2 separate regions of the Sus scrofa genome follow, and region 2 is linked to region 1. The links are chromatin contacts, called in public Hi-C maps. All regions are on one chromosome and are shown on one strand. Each heading gives the region's core, a stretch centred on a gene start, on an enhancer-like site or on the middle of the called end of the contact. The rest is flanking DNA. Distances are from core to core; before and after follow the strand shown.

Evidence for each region. Hi-C and Micro-C count contacts between places; a contact is called where the count stands out from the background.
Region 2: a contact with region 1 is called in a Hi-C map of liver, with 1.5 times the contacts expected there. The contact joins two enhancer-like sites. A contact is called at or near these places in 3 of 47 Hi-C or Micro-C datasets (embryonic fibroblasts, fetal heart ventricle and liver) and 1 of 2 datasets of contacts at active chromatin or transcription factors (skeletal muscle).

The regions. Positions count from the first base shown.
Region 1 is chr5:12,083,646-12,088,895 of Sscrofa11.1, forward strand. All of the region lies in intron 3 of SYN3 (synapsin-3), which reads left to right. Among named protein-coding and RNA genes, the nearest start is that of MIR9790, 58 kb to the left of the region's middle. Within about 2 kb of position 3,341, at least 26 of the 83 cell types and tissues checked have an H3K27ac peak or open chromatin away from gene starts, as enhancers often do. A contact at or near this core is called in liver, where this site is marked.
Region 2 is chr5:12,382,548-12,387,430 of Sscrofa11.1, forward strand. The region is part of intron 6 of SYN3 (synapsin-3); the gene reads left to right. Among named protein-coding and RNA genes, the nearest start is that of FBXO7, 140 kb to the right of the region's middle. Within about 2 kb of position 3,539, at least 13 of the 83 cell types and tissues checked have an H3K27ac peak or open chromatin away from gene starts, as enhancers often do. A contact at or near this core is called in liver, where this site is marked.

The sequences.
Region 1 (5,250 bases), core at 2,091-4,590:
CCTTTTTAGGGCTGCACCTGCAGCATATTGAAGTTTCTGGGCCAGGGGTCAAATTGGAGCTGCAGCTGCAGCCTATGCTACAGGCACAGCATTACCAGATTCCAGCTGCATCTGCGACCTATGCCACAGCTTGCAGCAATGCCAGATCCTTAAGCCACTGAGCAAGGCCAGGGATTGAACCACATCCTCATGGATAGTAGTTGGGTTCTTAACCCACTGAGCCACAACCAGAGCTCCTACTTCTTTTTTTTTTTTTTTTTTTGTCTTTTTGCTATTTCTTTAGGCCTCTCCCGTGGCATATGGAGGTTCCCAGGCTAGGGGTCGAATCGGAGCTGTAGCCACTAGCCTACGCCAGAGCCACAGCAACGCGGGATCCGAGCCGCGTCTGCAACCTACACCACAGCTCACGGCAATGCCGGATCGTTAACCCACTGAGCAAGGGCAGGGACCGAACCCGCAACCTCATGGTTCCTAGTCGGATTTGTTAACCACTGCGCCACGACGGGAACTCCGGGAGCTCCTACTTCATCAAGTTCTTTGCCTTTCCTCTCTTTGCTCAGGTTCTTTGAGCATCATTTCACCATCACAAGTTCTTACGAAACATTCTTCCAGGAAAAGACTCCTCCTTTCCTGACTAACCTAATGGCTCTGACTAATCATTCTGATGTTTTTGGCTTATTGCTGCATAGTTCCCCTGTTACCAGTTCTGTTTGTTCTTTGTTTTCCCCCAAGAGTTAATGTTTACTGTTTGTCTTTAGGTGTAGCTATATGTCTTTAGACTACACAAGTAGTGTTTATAGCTTAGACTCTGGCACCAGACCACCTGGGTTTGAATCTCAGCTCTGCCTCTTCCTGAGTGACCTTGAGCAAGCACTTTGTCTTCTCTGCACTTCACTTTCCTTGTGTGTAGCATATAAATTATAATACTAACAACAACAATAAATACCTATAGAGCTGTGAGAATGAAATAAATGATCACATGTGAAAAATGCAAAGCAGATCATGGCACATAGAAAGTGTTCCATAAGTGTCAGTAACTATTTTTACAATCACCTTCATATCATTGAATAGAATACATGTTGCTTGAGTGGTTTCTAGGTGAGATTGCTCAGAAATGGAAAGAATATACTCTAAAGAATTTTGCTGTATAGTTGGGGGATACGAAATATGAATGGTTCATGTTTATATGTGTGTTTTTATTATTGATATGTTTATCCAATACCATTTCCCATCGAGACATGGCACTCAGCTGACACCTAGTGTGAACTTCCAACTTTTCCTTGAGAGTAGATAGCACATCCTGGTCAAGATATTCAGTGTCTGTTGAGTGAGTGTGTGATGATGGTGGTACAGTCAGGGAAAGGTGGAGCTAGAAAGGGACTTTAGAGATCATGTAATTCAGAGGTTCAGAGAGGAAGTGACTATTCCCAGCACACACATCAGTTTACTGTTGGAGTTCAAAGTGTGAAGAACCCAGGCTCCCATCTCCCACATCATTGTTTTTCCCACTATGTTTCTCCGTTTTCCAATGTTGTCCTTTGCGTTCCCTTTTAAAGAAACTACTAGTCCCTTCTTATGATTTTTATAGCAGACAAATTAATATTACTCTCCAGTCATGCAGTTCATATATTCCACATTTACTTGCAAGAGGCTTTCTTCTTTGAGAGAGGGCAAGGGGGTTTGTCTAGGAATGAGTGCTGAGCAACGGCTAATAACCAATGAAGGGCTCCAAACAGTGCAGCAGGGGCAATATTGAGGCTATGGTTGGATGAAACCTGCTAATTCTAAATGTAACAGGGACTGCTTTGCCAGTTGGATGACCCTTCATGGCTCACCTCCCTGGTGTGGCTGTAGAAAGGAGCAATGGGCATGAAAGCGAGTCCATCTTCTTGCACTGGGAAGTGCTGGCTTGTTCCTTAGCCTCTACCTGCCATGTTTGCAATTTACCCTTCCTAACTAACTACCACTCCATTAGCACTGGCCCTGGCCCCGTTAATATCATTGGTAGCTGAGACTCCAATGGAAATTAAGTAGGAATTCTGAAGAAGTCAATAAGCCCTTTAATTTCTTGAGGGTTGTATAATAGAAAAGTAAACAAAATCTGTCTTATCTTAACCTGCTCTTTCATTTCAAGAAATGCTCACCGAGCACCTGCTTTGTACTTGGCCTTAATGACAGAGCCCTCCACTCTCAAAGTGTTCTTCTGGTGGGAAGTTAGACACTGGGGGTGGTGACTTCATACGCTGGCGTGAGGGCTGTCACAAAGATCTGTGAAGAGTATAGAGGAGCACCGGAAAGGGAGGGATTGCCAACCTTGCCTTGGGACACTCTTAGGAAAGGCTTCTCAGAGGCTTGGGGGTGGGAACTAGCTGGGTGACAGGCCAGGAAGGAGCAGATGTGAACATCAGGGCTTCCCACTAAAGAGCATGTTTTAAATCTCAACTTGTCACATGTGGGGGAAAATAGCCAGAGTGTAGGCTGCATGCAAAAGGCTGGTGGGACATGAAGCTGGGAGAGAAGATAGGGAACAGTCTCTTTTCAGGGTGGGCTTTGTAGGACAAGGCATGAGACTAGAAATTGTGTCCCAGAGGCAGTGGGACATATTTATTGAACTTTTTAAGCCATGGAGTGATGTGATCATGTTTCCATTTTTTGATGCATGGGCCGATAGTGGTTTTAGAAGATAGACTGGTCAGGATTGGTGACATGAAACTGGAGGTGGGGAAACTCAGCTCTGGATTGGGTGAAAAAGACATTCTATTCTTGAATATTATGCTTGGGGAGGAGGTTCACGGAAAGGACTTGATAAAATGCATGCGTATTCCTGCCTCTGCCTTCTTTAGTTCTTTAAACTTCATTCTCATACCTGTAACTTGTATTTGAGAATAGGAGAGGTGACTTATTATTTTCCTTAAAACAGAGAGGATGGAACCAGATGCATAAGATGTGTTTGAGCTGGCATTACATAAAAACAAACCCGTCAGCTGCGTTTTATTCACCAACTTAGTCCCGTCCACTTGCTCTGACCCATTTCACACCCGCATTCCAGCTTACTCTCAACCTACCTAATCTCTGGCCTCGTGATTCCTTCAACTTCTTATGTTCTCCTTCCTCATTCCCTTCTGCCCCTCCCCACACCACTTCTCCAGCTTTGACCTTCAGCTTTGACCTTCAGCTTTTGCTGGGCCACTCTGTACATTTGCAGTCAGCTCTGCTGTCATTTCTGCTATTTGAGGTCTGGCTCACTCCCTGATGAGAGGAGACCCGCTGGGCTCACCCCAGCCCTGCCAGCAGCCCTGCCCGGATGTGCTTGCACACAGGCTTTCAGTCTTTGCACTTCAGTAGGAATCAAGGGTTATTAATTAACCCAGGGTGGAACCTATTATGAAACATCCCAGAAAGCTGGAACAAACCAAAGGGACTTCTGAACTCACAGCAGGAAAAATGCCTTTTAATTGACTTGGATGACTTCACCACAAAAATCTGTCTGGCTGTTATGCTAAACTGGAAACTAATCTATTAGATTGTCTAAGGAATCTCCCAGCCCACCCTGGCCAGAATCTCCTGAGGAGGGGAGTGGGGCTGACACATAAACAGGACATATGCTTTGAAATGGCTTCTTTTGGATCATACCCAGTCTAGCTGCATTTTCCAGGCCCTGGGAATGAGAAGAAAAGCTGATATCTGAGAATGGAGTTTCTATGTCCTACAGTATGTATATTTAATATCACATAGGAGCTTTCCTCAGATACTGCTTCCTTTAGAATCAATTCAGCCTACGCTGAACCTGTCTTGGACCACTTCTTCCAGAGAGTTTAGAGGGTGACATGAGATAATTTCCACGGATGGTGTTGTCATGTGCATGATAGCTGTGGAGCCTGGACTCGGAAGGTATTAGTGAAAATAGCCAGTGTTTAATCACGTGCTTACTAAATGTCGGGCACACGCTGAGCACTTCATGCAGATTAGTTTATTTATCCTGAACACTTCCCTATGAAGAGTAGGTACTCTAAGTTTCCCCGTTCTTCAGATGAAGAAACTAAGATAAAAGAGGTTATGTGGCTGACCCAAGGCCACTTGCAAGTGGCAGAGCTGGAATTCACAGTCTAACTGCAGGTGCAGTTTTACTTAAGAAGGTGTATCCTGGAGAAGTAGAATCTGAAGACTTGGTGAATTTCTTCTTCTTTGTAAGGGCTGGCTTGTGCATTAGACTGCTGCTGGACCCAAATGTGGCTTACAACGTCCTCTGTGAGCTAGCCGCTGCCTACCTTTCTTCAAGGTTTAGCTCAGCTATTTTGACTCTGCTTCTCCTGAGCACCCCGTCTACCCAAGCAGGCGAGGTGCCTCTTATCCCTGCTCACATACCTTGGGCATGTTACTGCCATCACATTTACTTTGAAACTATTCGTTCACTCACCTGTTACTCCCTCCAGACTCTGGGCCTATAGAGAACAAGGGCAGTATCTTTATTCAACCTGCAGATGTTTACTGAGTGCCTGCTAAGTGGTAGGTGCTAGGGCTGCAGCGGCAGTTAAAACAGATGTAGTCTCTACCTGATAGAGCTTACAGTCTAATGGAGGAGAGACATACTAATCACATAATTGATCTCTCCCCCCACCCTCTCTCTTGCACGCATGTGCACACATGCACATGCATACACACACACATGCACGTGCACACACACACTGTAATTACAAACTGACTAGCAACCGTGGGAAAAAAATATACAACGTTATGGTAGCATGCAGTGGGTAGGATACCACTGGGCACATATTCAGGTGCTTACTAGGTGCTTCAAGTACCCAGATACATAATATGTGTGCAATAAATACTTGTCTAACTTATCTGAAATAGGGGAAAGTGAAAAAGCTACAGAGAAAATATTGGATCTGGTATAGAACTTCCCAGGAAACAGACTCACCCAAGTATTCTTCTACACAGTAAATGACACAGGTAAAGCACTAATCTGACAATAGTGATACAGGTAAAGCAATGCTTGTCATTAGGTGAGCACAGGTTGCCAGCCACTGTCTGAGTTTATCTGTATACATTTAATCCTTTCCACGACCCCACCACGGAAATATTGATGGAACTGAGACTTAAGACATTGAAGGTCCTGCCCAGAGCCACCCAGCAGTTGGTGGGAGAGCTGAGATGTAGGTGATCCAGAAGCCCTGGAGCCCACACCACTGACCCTGCATTTATCACCTCTCTTTGTCCTTCTCTCAAACTGTGACTAAACACTGGATG
Region 2 (4,883 bases), core at 2,289-4,788, 300 kb after region 1:
TAGTGCCCTGACTATGATGCCTAACAAAACACCCCAAAATTCAGTGGCTTTTAAAAAATAACCATTAATCTCACTCTCACTGGCTGGGTGGGAATTGGCTGATCTAGACTGGGGCTAGCTGGGCTTGGCTGCACACAGACCAGCAAGCCAGCTGGGCACGTTCTCCAAAGCCAATGCAGCAGTACAAGAGGCCACACCCAAGCACTCAAGCTCACATTCAGCCACTGTTTTTGTCATGTCTACTGGTATCCTATTGGCCAAAGCAAGTCAAAGGGCTAAGCCCCAAATTAAGGAAAGGACACATATTGCTCCTCTGGTGGAAGAACTTACAGTTCCTTGCCGAAAGGTATTGGGACAGAGAAGGGTGGAGAATTAGGAACCGTGATGAAAAATAGTACTGTAGATGATCAGGAAGTATTTGCTTCCTTATTTCCAACTTTCCTCCATGCCCAGGGCCTCTTGGTTTCACTTAAAACTCACCATAGGAAAGAATGAAGAATTCAGGCACATTGTATGACCAATGACTGTCAGCACCTCAGCAGTCAAGAGTGCTTTCCTAACCAAGACAAAAACCATAATTGCTCACCATAGTGTTTGCTGTGTGTAGGGTCTATGTTCAGCCTCTCCTCTGTGTGTATTATATCACTAAATCCTTGCAGCAGCCCCCCAAGGCAGGTGGCAGGTAGCAGTCCATTCCCATTTTACAACTAAAGAAACCAAGGCTTTGAAATTAACCTGCCCAAGGTCATTAAGTCCCAAAGAGGGCCTTACAAAGTCAAGTCTCAAATGCAGACATATTCCACAAATGCCCCCTGAGAGCAGAATGCTCACTGGGACCAAAAGTTTAATTAAGTCCTACTTTCCTCAAATGCCAATCATTAGTCACCAACTTTATAATTTATACCATATTTATGTAGTATCTATATTATAATTTATATAATTCATACAGTTATTGATCATTCTTTAAACTTGATCCATTTTAACTTAAATGTATTGTAAAAGAAACTCAATATGACTACCATAAATGGAAAAACCAGTATCTCCTGCCATAAACAAAAGAAGATAACCACAAAAAAAGGTTTAAAAACAAAGCAACATTATGAAATTTGTGCCAGATACTCTTGTCTGCTGTGCAGTCCAAGAAGTCTGCAGCTGTGGCAGACACTTAAGGAGCACCAAACTGAGGCTCTCCTTGCTGGAATCTGAAGGCTCCAAAAGTACTTGAAAAGAAAATAACCTTCTCACCATATGGTTCAGTCTATCTGATGCTAATCCAAGCATCACCAAAAAGTCATTGCAAAGTGACCGGGAACTCCAGCCCAGCCTCATATGTCTGTGGCCTTAAAGGAAGAACCTTCAGTAGGTTCTGAGGAAAGACCACCAAGGGACCCCTTGGATTTGGTCTTCATAGATGGGAAGAGGCATATTTTTGACGGCAGCTCCCAAGGGCAAAGGTCAGTTTTCTAGTGACATGGAGACTAAGTGGAAGAGAAAAAATTCAGACACTCCTAACAGTTGGCCAGCCCAGCCCCAAGGCTTTGCCAGTGATGGATGTACAGATCGGGGCTAACTCCAACCTGAGAAGATTCCCCAGCCAAGCACGAGGCGGACTTCAGGAGTCAGACCTTGTCTTTCATCCTGAGAACTTCTTACTGTCTGGGCAGAGCTGCTCACCAAAAATCCCTCCCACAAGCCCAATAGGTCTTCACTCATACCAACTGCTCTGCCTAAACTACCCGCCATTATCATGTCTCCTCCAAAGCGGGACCATGGTGGGAGAGGGGACATTGTTATGTGCTATCACTGTATTCCTACAATATCTGCCTCCATTCTTCCCATTGTTTATTCGTTTCTCAGACTCTGCTCGGGAAGGCAGTCCCATCGGAAGTGCCTCAGTCCTCCACTCATACATGAAAAAACCTTACCCAGAGTCTGCAGGGCCTAGGAAACCTTCTCACAGTCTTCCTGCTTCTGTAATGGTGCATTCACAGCCCTCCTGGAGCACCTCTAATAGTACATTCTGTTCTGTATTTATGCACCTATTATCCCAAAAATTGCTGGTGCAGAGAAGTGCTCAAGAAATATTTAAAACTGAGGCATAAACGGCTATTACCATTGCTAGCACTAAGCAAGCGAGTGGGTAGGCATCTCAGTCCACCACCATCTCAGGAGGACTCGTGCACAAAACGGAGCTGGATTTTCCTACAATCCAATTTATTTCCCATTTTAAGCACCGGCCTGGACAAAACTCAGAAATTTGGGGATCCCGCTCCTTCTCCCAGAGGTGTGCCAAAGTTTTGGAGCTTGACGTTAGTTCTCATGGTTTGAGAGGCAAGAGTCAATGTCAGTCTCATTGGTCCAAGAGACGTACATTGCCCTGTGGTGTTCAGTTGATGGTCCATATAGATTGGGTCCAATTCATCCCAGCCTCCGCTCTGCTACATGTGTGCCCCTCCTGGATGCACAGGATTCTTTCTGCTCTTCTCAGACCTTATAAGGCACAGGAAATCCTGTTGGAGGCTCTGTCCACCAGGCATTTCATGTAGCCATTTCTTCTCTAGAATCTTGCTCCCTCTCTAGTGATAGAGTGTACTGCCAGGAAATAGTACACTGGTCCCCTCTGTATCTGAATCCCACAGAACCTCCTTGGGGGCTGCCACCTACCCCAGGGCTCATGCTTGGGAAGCAGGTTCAGCTCCCCATCTCCTGCCCCCCACTAATGCTTTAACCTCCTCATCTGTCCCCTCCCCCCAATCTGAGGAATCCTTTTTCTCATCTGAGGTGAGAAGCCTTGCTCTCACTCACCGTATTTCTCCCAAATCTGTAGCCTACTAGACCAGGAGTCAATCTGGTTCTCCTAAGGACTTGGGTTTTTGAAACTCGAAAGCCAGGAGGTGCTTCCTCTCCTCTCTGCTTTCTCTCGTCACTTCCCTTTCCTGGGGCAGTGACCACAGCATGGCCAAGTGGTTCAAATCCAGAAGGGTCTCAAGAGAGAAAGGACAAACTAGAGTGAAAAAAAACTACCAGCTGACTTTCCAGAAGTATCATCCAACCTCACAAACATTAAACAAACATGAAAGCACATGTTCCTTTTAGAGCAATAAGTTAACACAGCCAAGTTTAAGATACAAGGGGATATTTTTCTGCCATTTCTAGCCCTTAGCTCTCTTTTAACTGTTCTTTGGCTTCAGGAAGAATATGGGGTACCTTCTTAATTTTTAAGAAAAATGTTCCAGAGGAGAGAATGTCACTGTCAAAACACCCATTTTTACTGTGTCCGAGCTCCCTCCTGATGGTGCTCCTTTTGTATTTTCTCTCAGATCTGGAAACTGCTCTTCTCCCCCCATATCCTCTTGCCCCCTAACCACTTCACACCAGGATGTTTGAAATCCTTCTCAAGAATTTAGCTGGAGTTGGAGGTGGGAGGGGCCTGGGAGGTATAGAGGCTCCGTGATTCCAAAAGAGACCTGCCCTGTGTTGCTCCCCGACTCCCTCCACTTTCTGGGAGCAGAAAGAGGGGAGAAAGTCATCAGGGCTTTGACCCTGGGAGGCTCCCACGCAGCTTCCCCAGGAGTGGAAGGAGGGAGCAGGCTGGAGGTGGAGAAAGGCTGCTTGTGCTCTTCCAAAGGGGATTTCTTCACTTCCTGGCAGGCTCCAGTACACAAACGTGTTTGTTTAGGAGGGGAAGGAATGTCATTGATTGCTCTGGTGGTGGTGGTGAGGGGAAAACAAAAATAATCTGCCCAGCAGCTCGCTGTTTCCTGTGCATGTGTCTGTGTGTGTGTCTGTCTGTAGGCCTGGAGAGCTCTCTGCTTGTTTGGACTGGAAAGGATTCCTCTGGAAGAGTTAAATAGAGACAGAGCTGCAGAAAAGGCACCCTGGGGGCTCCTGACACTCACCTGGCAGGACAGCTGCCACCTGGCACCCAGAAGAAGGACCTTTATTCCAGTTACAGCTTCCGGGAGTGATGGAGAGTACCAAACCCTTTGCCAAACCCTCTCCACAGTCAGTGTCTGGCCTTTTGGATGTCTGGCTTGTAGGGCCCTCTGTTATGACTCTTGTCCCCTCAGTAAAAGGCGAGATCCCTGAAGGAGAGCAGCTCCAAAAGATTCCTCTCTATTTCCCTGCCTAGCAGAGTTTGGGTGCATAGTAGGTACTCATCATGTTTATGGAGCTGAACTCTCCCTCCCACCATCTGTCTTATCTCTTACTTTAAGCATGTTCTCTTTGTTAATGCTCTGAGCACATAAGCATTGTTATCCCCATTTTACAAATGAGGAGCTTAAGCTCAAGGTCAGCTTCGTCCAGCAACTAAAATATTGGAGCTTTGAAATATTGGGATTTGAACATGGGTCCTTCTGCTCTCTTTTCACTACACCTCTCTCCTCTCAGCCTCTCTTCTGTTCTTCATTTGTCCTCCCTTTAGGAGCCTGCTCTGCCTGCCCACACACTCATTTTAATTCCCCTCCTACACGTTCTCAGAGACCTTGCTTAGTGGTTTCAAGGGCTCTCTGGGTCTCAACAGAGGATGTAAAGAGACCCCTGAGGGACAAGATTAGGTGGCAGGAAGAAAGTGTGAGAATAAACTTCATGCCAATCTCTGCTCAAATCTCACCCCGGGTAGAGGGCTTTCCTATTCCTTTTTTCTTTTTTTTTTTTTTAAGTCCATCTTTTAAAATGTAAATCGTGTGCATATTTTATATCATGTTCAAATGAATCCACATAGTCATACAAGTATAATTTTTAAATATATTTAAAAAACACAAATAACTAGTGACGTGTTGAGATACATCCTCAAGTACTTTGATAGGACGCTGACCATAGTTCAGAGCCTTTTGATTCCACAAGAGTCCTTGGATGATAGTAGAAGATAGCTTCTCCTT